Regions from separate parts of the Mus musculus genome. Here region 2 is linked to region 1. A link is a contact called in public promoter capture Hi-C data. All regions are on one chromosome and are shown on one strand. The core of a region is the stretch at or near the end of the contact, and the rest is flanking DNA. Distances in the headings are between cores, read along the strand shown. Region 1 holds the start of Keap1 (kelch-like ECH-associated protein 1). Region 2 overlaps Slc44a2 (solute carrier family 44, member 2).

What was found. Promoter capture Hi-C pulls out the DNA fragments that hold promoters and counts their contacts.
Region 2: a contact with region 1 is called in a promoter capture Hi-C map of hematopoietic stem and progenitor cells. The contact joins the enhancer-like site here to the promoter of Keap1 in region 1. A contact is called at or near these places in 22 of 39 promoter capture datasets (the 3T3-L1 cell line, 3T3-L1-derived adipocytes, the C10 cell line and 16 more), 1 of 15 datasets of contacts at CTCF or cohesin (CD8 T cells), 12 of 484 Hi-C or Micro-C datasets (CD4 T cells, CD8 T cells, the MNK3 cell line and 8 more), 28 of 115 datasets of contacts at active chromatin or transcription factors (the 230-238 cell line, CD8 T cells, the HPC-7 cell line and 18 more) and 4 of 9 other capture datasets (adipose tissue, liver, macrophages and 1 more).

The regions. Positions count from the first base shown.
Region 1 is chr9:21,236,866-21,243,333 of GRCm38.p6, reverse strand. It overlaps Keap1 (kelch-like ECH-associated protein 1), which reads left to right and starts at 4,002. Exons shown (of 5, transcript NM_016679.4): 1 at 4,002-6,263. The coding sequence starts at 5,625. S1pr5 (sphingosine-1-phosphate receptor 5) reads left to right here. Exons shown (of 3, transcript NM_053190.2): 3 at 1-417.
Region 2 is chr9:21,328,827-21,335,294 of GRCm38.p6, reverse strand. All of the region lies in intron 1 of Slc44a2 (solute carrier family 44, member 2), which reads right to left. Among named protein-coding and RNA genes, the nearest start is that of Gm39302, 11 kb to the right of the region's middle. Within about 2 kb of position 2,449, at least 115 of the 459 cell types and tissues checked have an H3K27ac peak or open chromatin away from gene starts, as enhancers often do. A contact at or near this core is called in the 230-238 cell line, CD8 T cells, the HPC-7 cell line and 15 more, where this site is marked.

The DNA of each region.
Region 1 (6,468 bases), core at 2,753-5,252:
TGGAGACTGTCAGATATCAGCTGCCAAACTTCCAGAGTGTGGACAGGTTCTTCATACAAATTACAACCACAATAAAAACAATTCAAGGAGTTGTCCTTACTGGGATCTTTCAGAATCTATTCATTCATCTATTGATTTTTTTTTTTAATTTTCCCCCAGAAAGTTGTAACTATCCTCTTTAAAAGTGTTTATTTATTGGGGTTGGAGAGATGGCTCAGCAGTTAAGAACACTTGTTACCCTTGCAGGGGACCTGTGTTCCATTCCCAGCACCCAAGTGGTGATTCTGGCAACTTCAGTTCCAAGGTTATCTGATGCCCTCATCTGACCTCTGAGGGCACCAGGCATGCACATGGTACAAAGATTGAATGCAGGCAAAACTCTCATACAAACAAGCTAAATAAATCTTTTAAAATGTTTAAAATTGTTTATTTATTCATTGTTTATTTTGAGAGAGACACTCACTATGCAGCCTCAGATGGCCTGGAACTCACTAGGTAAACCAGGCTGGCCTGGAACTTCTGAGTGCTAATTTGGGCTGCGCAGGGTGGGGTGGGGGTGGGGGTGGTCCTGGATATGCCTTTACTTTACAGCAACATCATTTCAGGCCAGCCTGGGCTACATAGTGAGACTGTGTCTTTTTGTTTTTTGTTTTTGTTTTTGTTTTTCGAGACAGGGTTTCTCTGTGTAGCCCTGGCTGTCCTGGAACTCACTCTGTAGACCAGGCTGGCCTCGAACTCAGAAATCCGCCTGCCTCTGCCTCCCGAGTGCTGGGATTAAAGGCATGCGCCACCATGCCCAGCTTGAGACTGTGTCTTAAAAGCCTTTATCTACTTATGTATTTTGTGCCTGTGTATATGTACGGGTACCCATTGGGCACAGCAGGAGTGCAGGCGGAGGTCAAAGGACAGCTTTCCTCAGTCGGTTTTTTCCTTCCAGCACAGGGATCCTAAGGATCCAACTCAGGCTGTCATTCTTGCCAGCAAACACCTTTATCCCCCGAATATCCTTTGCCCTACCATCTCACCCCCACCCCTGTTTGCTTTGCTTTGCTTTCTCACTAATTATGACAAACATCTACCGATTCCCTACGGTGAGAAGCTCTTTTAGACTGTTCATCAGCCTTCCCCAACCAGATTCAGAACAGCATCACCTGACTCGCCCATCCTGCAAATAGTGCCCCCTCATGCCTGCTCCCTGCTCCTACCCGCTTCCCCCCATACCCCCCACAGACAGCATAGGTTTAAACTGTTCATTAAACTTGTATGTCAACTTCGGCCATGTTCATCTGGTTCATATTCATGCGAGGTCCTTGACACCAATGACAAGGTTGCTCTGTGCCGTGGACAGGTTCCTGGACTCAGATGGTTCTGCACGTCGAGGCTGCTCCTGTGCACTCCAGGTTCAGCATGAGCACACACCCCGCAGCCCCCACACTGAGACAACGCTTCTTGTACCCAGACTGACTTTAAATATACTACGAAGCCAAAAAAACGACTTTATACTTGTGAATTTTGTTTCCTGTGAGCAAAGGTGTGCTCTGCCACACGTGGCTTATGCTGTGTGGCGACAAAACCCAGTCCCAGCCCTCAACCTCCATTTGGTAGATGAAGAAACTAACAGATTTCCCTTGCCCCAGGGTCTTAGTACGGCTTTACCCTTGGGACCCCCATGCAGGAGGGGCTTGCCTGGTATTCGCTGCTCTTAGTCTAAGATTCCCTTGAAGTCTCTGGGTGTGGGCGCCACCTTGCAGTAGCTCTGAGAATTGCCTGGGTTCTGCTTTTAGCCGCTGGTTAAGGAACAGCGCGTCCCTTGAGGTAATTCTGGGAACTGCAAGCAGAGTGAAAGCAGGTGGTGAAGGGGATGCGCTCAGGTTGGGATTGCGGGCCAACTTGCATAAAATGAATTTTTTCCCCAGAAGTTCGCGAAAAGCTAGCAGGGGTGAGGGGTGGGGATACAGTCCGGCTGGCTCCCAGAGACCCTCCCTCAGATCTCATATCTTTCCTGGTGTGTTGGCTTGGTGGTTTAACAGTAGGGAACTTAGAGATTCTGATATTAAATTTAAAAAGTACTCAGTTCCCTATTTAAATACCAAATTTAAAAAGCACTGTTGGGATTTGTAGAGACCTTCCAGACATATTCTGTGGGAAAATGACCTGAGATGGGTTTTTTGGTTGTTGTTTTTTGCCATTTTGATTTTGGAAGAGGGTCTCACTATGTAAGGCAGGCTGTACCACTTTGTAGCCAAGGACGTCCTTCACTTTTCTGATCCTTCTCCTCCAGCTTCCTGGGTGCTGGCATTACAAGTGTGTCCCAATTTCAGCTGTCCTGCATTTTTGTTGTTGTTTTGTTTAAATTATTAAGTTAATAGAACAAAGTAAGGTTTTACCATGCAGTCCAGGCTGGCCTGGAACTTGCTATGAGCCCTGGCTTGTCTCAAATTCACAGAGATCCACCTGTCTCTGCTTCTTCTAAAATTAAGGGTATACGACACCATGCCTGGCTTTCCTTGCCTCCCTGACCCCAGACAGAGTCTCACTGTGTAGTCTGGGCTGTTCTCAAACATTCAACCCTCTGCTTCAGACTCCCGTGGTAAATTTCTTTTGAAACTATCCTTTTCTTTGATATTTATTCATTTGTTTTCTGATATAAGGTCTTGCTAGGTCGAGCAGGCTTACTGTGAACTGGAGGTAATCCTCCTGCTTCAGTGCCCTGGTGGCTGGGATTACAGATGTGTCCCCTCAATATTCTTATTTTTAGATTTATTTCCTTTTATGTACACGAGTACTTTGCTTGCCTGTATGTCTGCGCACCACCTACCTGCATGGTGCCCACAGAGGTCAGAAGACAGCATGGGGTCCCCTTGAACTGGAGCTATGGATGGCTGTGAGGCATCGTGGCAGTGGACTCCAGGTCCTCTGCAAAAGCAACACGTGTTCTAAACCACCTTTCCTGGTTTTCCGAGACAGGGTTTCTCTGTGTAGCCTGGCTGTCCTGGAACTCACTGGGTAGACCAGGCTGGCCTCTGCCTCCCAAGTGCTGGGATTAAAGGCGTGCGCCACCACGCCTGGCTTAACTTTATGTTTCAAAGTTAATTTATGTGTGTATGTGGAGGTTATCGGACAACAACCTGAAGGAGGAAGCTTTCTACTACTATGTGAGTACCAGAGGTGGAACTTAGGTGGCCAGAATTGGCCAGACGCTCCTTTACCCACTGAGCCATCTTGATAGTTCAAGAAAATAACTTTCTCTCATAAATGCCATATGCAGCAAATAAGTATCTCTTACCATTAAAAATATATAAAGATGTTACGAGAAATACAAAGAGGCAGCTCTGGGCATTCCAACACTCCAACACCCTCAGATGAATGCCATACCTCTCCTCATGAAAACATGAACACACAGAGAGGAGAGTGTGTCTCTGGAGCACTCGAGCTGCACTTTGCAGGCTCCACATAGGGGAAGAGAATCAGTTTCTGCCAGCCGTCCCCGACCTCAACACAAGCACACACACAAATTAATGTACACAAAGCCCAGAGTGATATCCCAGCCTTTAACCACAGCACACGAAGGAGGCAGAGGCAGAGGCAGGAAGGTTTCTGTGTGTTCAAGGCCAGCCAGGGCTATGTAATGAGGCCTGTCTCAAAAAGAAGTTATAAGGCTGGAGTGATGGCTCAGCAGTTAAGAGTACTTGCTGCTCCTGCAGTGGTCCAGGGTTCAATTCCCCCATTTGCATGGTAGCTAACAACCACCTGTAACTTTAGGGGACACTGCACAGCCCACGTTGCACAGACATACATATACAGGCAAAACACCCACACGCACAAAGTAAAATACAAATTGAAATAAAAACATTAAAAAGTTATTTTACAAGAAGATAAATATCGCAACCAGGTAGATGGGTCTAGTTGGACCGTGCAGGCTGTGGGAGGGTCCGCCGGTGCAGGTTCAGCTGGAGGCGTACCGGACAGCCTAACCCGGAGGCAGCCTCCTAGGGCCGCCCAGACCCACGCCCTGCTCCCTCCGCCCGGCACCTGCAGGAAGGGCTGGAACTGCCTCTGCGTACCCGCCGCCCGTTTCCGCCCTCCCGCTCCTCCCACGCGTGCCGCCCGGGACCCCGCAGCACCGCTGCCCCGATCCGAGCCCTCCACCCCCACTCCGGTCCCCCTCCTCTCTTCCCGGAAGCGCGGCGCGTGGCGGCCCGGCGGCGCGGATTGGACGCGTGGCACCTACAGAGACACCCGGGGGGGTGGGACGGAGGTGAGCGAGCGCCCGCGGAGGATGCGGTGGGGAGCCAGCTCCGGGAGCTGCCCGCGGTCGCGCGTGGGGCCGTGCACGCGGTGGGGGGAAGCGCGTGCCCTTCTCCAAGCGCGCACCCCGCCGCCGAGCCCGTGAGCCCTCGTAGGGTGGTGGCCGCGGCGAGTAGAGGTAGGGGTCGCCCGCGGCCGGCGCCCCGGGACTCTTATTGTGACAGGGTGGCGCGCTGTGCTTAGTCACCGTGACCCGCGCGGCGGAGGCGGAGGCAGAGCGCGGCCATGGCGGGGTGAGTGAGCCGCTCCAGGCCGCGGCCCGGGACCAGGCCCTGCGGGCTCTCCCGGCGTCAGGGCTGCGCCTCCGAGCGGTGGGGAGGCCGCTGGAGCAGGCGCCGGGTACCGGGCGGCCGCTGCACAGCCCCCTGCGCAATGCCAGGCCCGAGCTCCGGCAGTGTGGTCACGCGTGACAGTCGCTCACTAGCTGGGGCCCCTGGAGCATTTCATCCCCCCCCTCCCCACGGTGATCTAATAGACAAAACACGCGGAGTCGCGACTCCAGGCTGAGCCCAGAACCTGGGGAGCCAGACGCAGACCCTCTCTTGTCTCCCCACATCTTCTTTGAAAGCATAATTCCTCCCCTGGCCCCAGGTCTCCAAGGGTCTCCTGAATCCCTCCCCGTGGGTGTTCCAGATGCTGCACACTCTCTTGCCCCAGGAGCTTGGTGTTCGCTTAGTGTTTCCTATACAGACCTTGCTTTATTTTTAGGCCTTTTCTGTCTTCTCGCTGTGTCTCTGGAGCTCAGAGCAGTCCCAAATACATAAATGGCAGGCTCTGTAAATGTTGGTGTGGTGTTGAAAGGAATCTGACATGTTGGACGAAGGCAAGGGGAGGGAAGGATGGCTGGAACAGTGAAGAGGTTGGAAAGCGGGTGTGGAGTTTTACAGGCCATTGACGATTTGGGGTTTCCATTCTTGGGCTCGGTGAAAGGTGTTGGGTGATTCTGAGCAGGAAAAGGAACATGATATGCCCTGAAGGCCCGCGAGTTGAGAAGTTAGTTTGAATGGAGCCGGCTGTGTCCAGTTTACTTGGCTTGGCAAAATCTGCACTTAGATATCATTGCTTAGTCTTGCAAAAAAAGAAGCCTGGCTGGACATGGTGGCACATACTGTAATCCCAGCACTCGGGAGGAGCCAGCTTTGGTTGCATAGTGAGTTGGAAGCCAGCCTAGGCTATGTAAGACCCTGTCTCAAATAAAATAAAATAAAGTGGCAGGGTCTGGTCTAACCCAGCCTCTGTTCCCAGCGCTGTGCTCTTCCCTCCCTCCAGGCCCCTAACGGCTAGCAGAGGAACTGTGTCTTGTCATCAGGAACCCCATGCAGCCCGAACCCAAGCTTAGCGGGGCTCCCCGCAGCAGCCAGTTCCTGCCCCTGTGGTCAAAGTGCCCCGAGGGGGCCGGGGACGCAGTGATGTATGCCTCCACGGAGTGCAAGGCAGAGGTGACGCCCTCGCAGGACGGTAACCGAACCTTCAGCTACACACTAGAGGATCACACCAAGCAGGCTTTTGGCGTCATGAACGAGCTTCGCCTGAGCCAGCAACTCTGTGACGTGACCCTGCAGGTCAAATATGAGGACATCCCAGCTGCCCAATTCATGGCTCACAAAGTGGTGCTGGCCTCCTCCAGCCCAGTCTTTAAAGCCATGTTCACCAACGGGCTTCGGGAGCAGGGCATGGAGGTGGTGTCCATCGAAGGCATCCACCCTAAGGTCATGGAAAGGCTTATTGAGTTCGCCTACACGGCCTCCATCTCCGTGGGCGAGAAGTGTGTCCTGCACGTGATGAACGGGGCGGTCATGTACCAGATTGACAGCGTGGTTCGAGCCTGCAGCGACTTCCTCGTGCAGCAGCTGGACCCCAGCAACGCCATTGGCATCGCCAACTTCGCGGAGCAGATCGGCTGCACTGAACTGCACCAGCGTGCCCGGGAGTATATCTACATGCACTTCGGGGAGGTGAGTGAAGCCGGGCTTTGGGCTCAGAAGTGGGATAGGCCAGCGTGGCGTTCTCCCCTGCGACAGGCTGGAGGAAAACTGTTGGGTGTTTTCTTTTTCCTTCCTTCTTTTCTCCCATAGGGTCTCATGTAGTCCAGGCTGGCCCTAATCTGGTTGGGTATCTGAGGATGACTTTAAATTCCTGATTCCTGTCTCAGTCTGTCGA
Region 2 (6,468 bases), core at 1,200-3,699, 94 kb before region 1:
ATCTTTGTCTCTCAGTGAGAACCAGCAGGGTGATGACTGCTCCTTCCAGCAGGGCTCAGGGCAGAGCCCGAGGTGTCTTGCTTCATATCCAGTTCCTTTGAGATAGAGCGCTAAGTAGCTTAATTTCTGTAAAGCCTTAGGGTTCAATCCAATCCCAAAACTCTTTCCTCTAATGCTAGGCTTGGTGGCCTACAACTGCCACCTATGCATGGCCTGAGAAGCTGAGGCAGGAGAACTGCCTTGAGTTGAGGCCATTCTGACTTACATAGCTTAAACCCTGGTGAAAAAAAAAAAAAAAAAAGCTTCAACACTTAGGGCTGTAGAGATGGCTCAGTGATTAAGAGCATTTGCTGTTCTTGCAGGGGATGGGAATTCAGTTCCCCAAACCCACATGGCAGCTGTAACTCCAGTTCCAGGAGATGAGACACCCTCTTCCTACCTCTAAGAAGACTGACCATGCAGGAATGTGATGAGCATATATGCAGGCACTCACAAATGCACAAAAGTAAATAAAGACTTTAAATTTTTTTTTTAGATTTATTTATTTATTGATTATATGTAAGTACACTGTAGCTGTCTTCAGACACACCAGAAGAGGGCGTCAGATCTCATTATGGATGGTTGTGAGCCACCATGTGGTTGCTGGGATTTGAACTCAGGACCTTTGGAAGAGCAGTCGGGTGCTCTTACCCACTGAGCCATCTCACCAGCCCCCAAGACTTTAATTTTTAAAAAAATTTATTTATTGGAGGGGTGGTGTTCAAGGCACGGTTTCTCCGTGTAGCCCTGGAACTTAGAGATCTGCAGGCCACTGTGGCACACAGTTGTAATCCCAGCACTCTGGAGGTAGAGGCACGTGGATCTCCTGAGTTCCAGGCCAGCCTGGTCTACATAGGGAGTTCCAACTCAGTGCTACACAGTGAGACAATGTGTGTATGTTTTAAGATTTATTTATTTATTTTATGCCTATGAGTACACTGTTGTTGTCTTCAGACACACCAGAAGAGGGCATCAGATTCCATTACAGATGGTTGTAAGCCACCATGTGGTTGCTGGGAATTGAACTCAGGACCTCTGGAAGATCAGTCGGTGCTCTTAACTGCTGAGCCATCTCTCCAGCCCCCAGCTTTTTAAAAACAAAGCAAAACAAGACAAAACATTGTTGGGGCTCAGCGGTTAAGAACACTGGCTTCTCTTCCAGAGGTCCTGAGTTCAATTCCCAGCAACTACATGGTGGCTCACAACCATCTGTAATGAGACCTAACGCCCTCTTCTGGAGTGTCTGAAGACAGCTACAGTGTACTTGCATGTAATAAATAATAAAATCTTGCCCATGCCCCTTACCTGTTGACCCAGCATTAAGAAGGTGCCTTTGGGAAGATTATTAGGAGCACATAGACATAGCTGGCCTCAGCTACACAGTAACCTGAGGGCCTACTACACGGTAACAGAAAGTGAGCCTCAGCTACAAATTTTCAGTCCACAGATTAAGCAAGTCTTTAAGTCAGTATACCTGATATGTAAGTGGAAGACAATAAATTTAACCTTGTCCTGACTCAGAGGCAAACAAATTCCATGAGAATTAATCATGCTAATAGTTAAACCCTCAACTATTAAAAGCATGAAGAAACTGCAGGAAACTGTGTCTCTTGATAGCAAGGTTGGGAGGGGAGTGGGGAGAAAGGTAAGGGAGTATTTCATGCTTCTAGTGTCAACTGGGACCCCTGGCCCAAGGGACAGCCACATGAAGACAGGTACTGTTGACACCTTGCAACCCTCTTTACATGGGAAACTCGTGTAACCAGGTCTCCTAAACTGCCCACCCCCAGCTTAGGTTTGATGGGCACGTGGGAGCCACTAAGAGTGACTGAGCAATAACATAGACCCGGTGAAGGAAGGAGATGTCCGTGTTGTCTAGCAGTTGACAGTGACAGAAAGATAGAATTTGGATTAACCTTCAGACAGATCTTAGATTGCAGGGTGCGGGGTGCGGGGTGCGGAGTAGGGGGCGGGGGGAGTTGTGAAATGGCTCAGAAGATACAGGTACTTGCTGCTGAGGCTGATGACCTGAGTTCCATCCCCAGGCCCCACATATTGAAGACAAAGGACTGACTCCTGCAAGTTAGCCTCTGACCTCTGACGTCTGTGTGCAGGCAAGGAAGTGAGCATGCCTGCCTGCAGGCCTCTACACACATAATAGATAAATGCAATTTTACTTAAATGTAGAGAAGGCACAGGAATGGCTTGGCTCCAGCCTGGCACTGAGGCCTCTTGGGGAAAACCTAGACCACTCCTGGCACAGTCTGATGGGTTCCGGCAGCCCTCGTTAAGCTCAGCTGCTTAGGGATGAGAGAGGAGGGGATGCTTGCAAAACTTTCTGGTAATGGAGGCTGATTCACCCCCTGCAGGATGGGAGCCTGGGTCTTTGTAACCACAAAACCAGACAATCTGAACAGAAAGCTGAGTGCCAGAGTAGGGAGGGGAAGTGAATAAAGCCCCTGTCTCAGAGGCACGAAGTCCTCCACTCCTGGGGCTGAATACACACGTGCTCCACACGCCATGGCAACCCTTGGGGAATAGAGGTAGGAGAATGGGAAGTTTAAGCTACAGCTAAATGAGTAAAGAGCACTTGACCTATAAGCGTGAGGACCCAGGTGTGAATTCCAAGAATCCATTTATGGAGTCATTCAGCTGGGGGTAGCGACCATGCCTTTAGTCCCAGCTCTTGAGAGTGAGAGGCAGGCAGATCTGTATAACTTCAAAAGCAACCTGGTCTTACAGAGTTGCAGGACAGCCAGGTCTACACAGAGAAACCCTGGGGTGGGGGTGGGGATGGGGAGGAGTGAGGAGAACAGCATCAATGAACTGAGGTCTTCCTGTGTGTCTGTGTGGCAGCCTCAGAGACTACAAACATTCTATCCGGCAGAGAGGCAAAGAACAACAAAGTAGCTTCAAACTCCCTCAAACTGACACATCCACCAGACCCTCCCTGCCTGAGAAAAGAATAAAGACTGAGAGTCCCTCTTGGAGGAGATGAGGCTGTGCTGCAAGAGGGATAAAACTACAAAGACTCTCAGACAAAAAAGAACTGTCTGGAGGAGGTTTAGACCAACTGAGGCACCCGGAAAGGTCAGCCTCCAACCTGCTGAGCTGTCTGCAGGCTGTGCTGTGTGCTCCAGGTTCCCAGCTTTGGAAACTGTCACCCATGCTGAGATGGGCTTTGGTGATATAGCGGTTTTTGAGTCACTTCTCCTGTAACTCCACACCCATTATTCCTGTAAGTAACCCCAGTAAAATTCATGGTTCACCAAGTTGGTCTTTGGTGGTATCCGCCCCACTTTGGTCTGTTGGGTTCCCTATCTAGGGTGAGGGGACAAGTGTATTTCGTTTCCTCAGGAAATGTTGTCAGACAATGGGCATAAACTGGCCATGGTGGCGCACACATTTAATCTCAGCGAGTCCCAGGTCAGGCAGGACTGCATAGTAAGACCCTGAAAAAAACAGAGCTCGAGGTGGCTCTCGCCATAATCCCAGCACTTGAGAGACAGAGGCAGGCACATCTCTGTGAGTTCGAATCCAGCCTGGTCTACGGAGTGAGTTCCAGGACAGCCAGGGTTACACAGAGAAACCCTGACACACACACAAAAAAAGAAAGGAACAAAGGCAGAGAGTTGCAGAGGAAGATAAGGTTACCTCAGTACTCAACTCTCAAGTTGCTCACACCACACACAAAAGAAAACAGCGAGAGTCAGTGCCACCCCTGGACTGGTGAGGCCGCCAGAGGAGCAGAGTCTAGCGGGTTGTACTCAGCCTTATTCATGAAACACAAGGCACAAACATGCACACAAAATAAGTACATCCTTTTTTTTTTTTTAAAAAAGATTTATTTATTGATTATATGTAAGTACACTGTAGCTGTCTTCAGACACTCCAGAAAAGGGAGTCAGATCTCGTTACGGATGGTTGTGAGCCACCATGTGGTTGCTGGGATTTGAACTCTGGACTTTCGGAAGAGCAGTCAGGTGTTCTTATCCACTGAGCCATCTCACCAGTCCTTTTTTTTTTTTTTTTAAGATTTATTTATTGTTATATGTGAGTACACTGTAGCTGTCTTCAGATACACCAGAAGAGGGCATCAGATCTCATTTCGGGTGGTTGTGAGCCACCATGTGGTTGCTGGGAATTGAACTCAGGACCTCTGGAAGAGCAGTGCTCTTAACTGCTCAGCCATCTCACCAGCCCTAAATACATCTTTTTGGTTGCTGTTTTTTTTTTTTTCAAAGCAATCTGTCTACATTGTCCTGAAACTCACTATAGATCAGGTTGACCTCAGACTCATAGAGATCTGCCTGTCTCTGCCTCCTGAGTGCTGGGTTTAAAGGCCCAGCCCACCATGCCTGGCCCAATAAATCTTTTTCAAAATCTGAGCTACGTGAGACCTTGTCACAATAACACAACAAGATGGGGACTAGGGACTGGGGGACCAGAGACACGGTTCAGCCATTAAGAGCTCAGCCTGAGCTCCTGGAACTCCAGCCTCCAGCCTCTGCTGGGACCACGCTCACCTCACCTGAGCAGGCGAAGCTGTGTATGCTCTCTCTCTCTCTCTCTCTCCCTCTCTCTCTCTCTCTCTCTCTCACACACACACACACACACTTGCACACACAGAGACTTACACACACACACACACACACACATAAGGGGAGGGGGAGGAAAAATGAAAATAGAAAAGAAAAAGCTAAGTTAAGTGGGATCTTACTTGACAGGAAGTTAAACTGAAGCCACTTGGTTAATCCCCACAGCTGGTGGCCAACATAGCAATCATGTAGACTGATGATCAAGCCCTTCAGCGTCTAATCTGGCCGTTTCTCCGGTAGCTCCTGCGTGTGGGAGCTGGAATGTGTCTGTGCCGTCCCCAGCTACAATCCTCACTGGGAGATATTAAGACAAAGACTATCTGTACACAGTGGGGCCTTTGGGAGATGATTAGGAAAGGGACTTTTGCCTTGTGGCAGAGCCCTGGTGGCTTTATAATAGAGCTGGGTCTGTGACATGAGCCTGCCATCCTAGCTACTGAGGAGGCTGAGAACAGAATGTGACAAATTCAAATACAGAAAGGGTGCAAGGCCACCCTAATGACGTCATTCTCTTTCCACACAGTGGATGCCATGTGACCCCTGCCTAAAGCTCCTGGTGCCTCCCCTCCCCCTGACTGTACCTCCAAGTATGAGACAAACCATTCTCTTTAACCCCTGCTCCCCACAAGCGCATGACTTGCAGTAGAACCCTTGCTGAGAATCCACTATGGAGGAGCCGGGGGCGGGGCTCAGCAGTAGTGCACTTGCCTAGTATCCCTGTGATAGCTAACTTTACCTCAACTTGACACAACTAGGGTCACCTAAGAGGGAACCCCAGCCGGGCGGTGGTGGTGCACGCCTTTAGTCCCAACACTCGGGAGGCAGAGGCAGGCAGATTTCTGAGTTCGAGGCCAGCCTGGTCTACAGAGTGAGTTCCAGGACAGCCAGGGTTACACAGCGAGAAATCCTATCTCAAACAACCAAAAAACCAACCAACAAACAAAAAAAAACAAAAAAAAGGAAAGAAAGAAGGAAAGAAAGAAAGGAAGAAAGAAAGAGAGAGAGAGAGAGAGAGAGAGAGAGAAGCCGGGCGTGGTGGCCCACGCCTTTAATCCCAGCACTCCAGAGGCAGAGGCAGTCGGATTTCTGAGTTCGAGGCCAGCCTGGTCTACAAAGTGAGTTCCAGGACAGCCAGGGCTATACAGAGAAACCCTGTCTCAAAAAATAAAAAAATTAAAAAAAAAAAAAAAGGAGAGAGAGAGAGAGAGAGAGAGAGAGAGAGAGAGAGAGGTGGTGGGGAAGAACAGGGCAGCTGGACTGGGAAGTCAGTGGAGGAAGGTCCATCCAGCCAAGCTGGGCATGAGGACTCATCTACCCAAGCACGGGGGGGGGGGGGGGGGGGGGGGGGGCGGGGCAGATAAGAGAACCAACACAGGCAGTGTGCCACGATGCTTTTGCTGGGACATCAAGTGGCACCCTGCCCCCACAACTTTCAAACACTGGCTAAGTCAAGGGCTCCAGTGTCCAAGGCCTCACCCACACATTCCCCGTCTTCCCAGAAGTCTGGGCCTGGCCCAGAGAGATTGTCTGGCTCCTCAGACAAGTTCTTCTGACAAGAATTTGGGGGCAGTGCCCGTGCAGTGAAGGGATGGAGAGAAAAAGATGGAGTTGACCCTGGGAGCTGATGCCTGCAATCCCAGCACTGGAGTAACAAGTCAGGGAGATGGTAAAATTGAGACCAGTGAGACCAGTTGAGACTGCAGAGTGAATTCTAGATCAGCCTAAGTTTACCTCTAAAAATAAATAATTCATAAATTAGTTAAAAGCTGGGCATAGGGGCACACACCTTTAATCCCAGCACTTGGGAGGCAGAGGCAAGCAGATCTCTGAG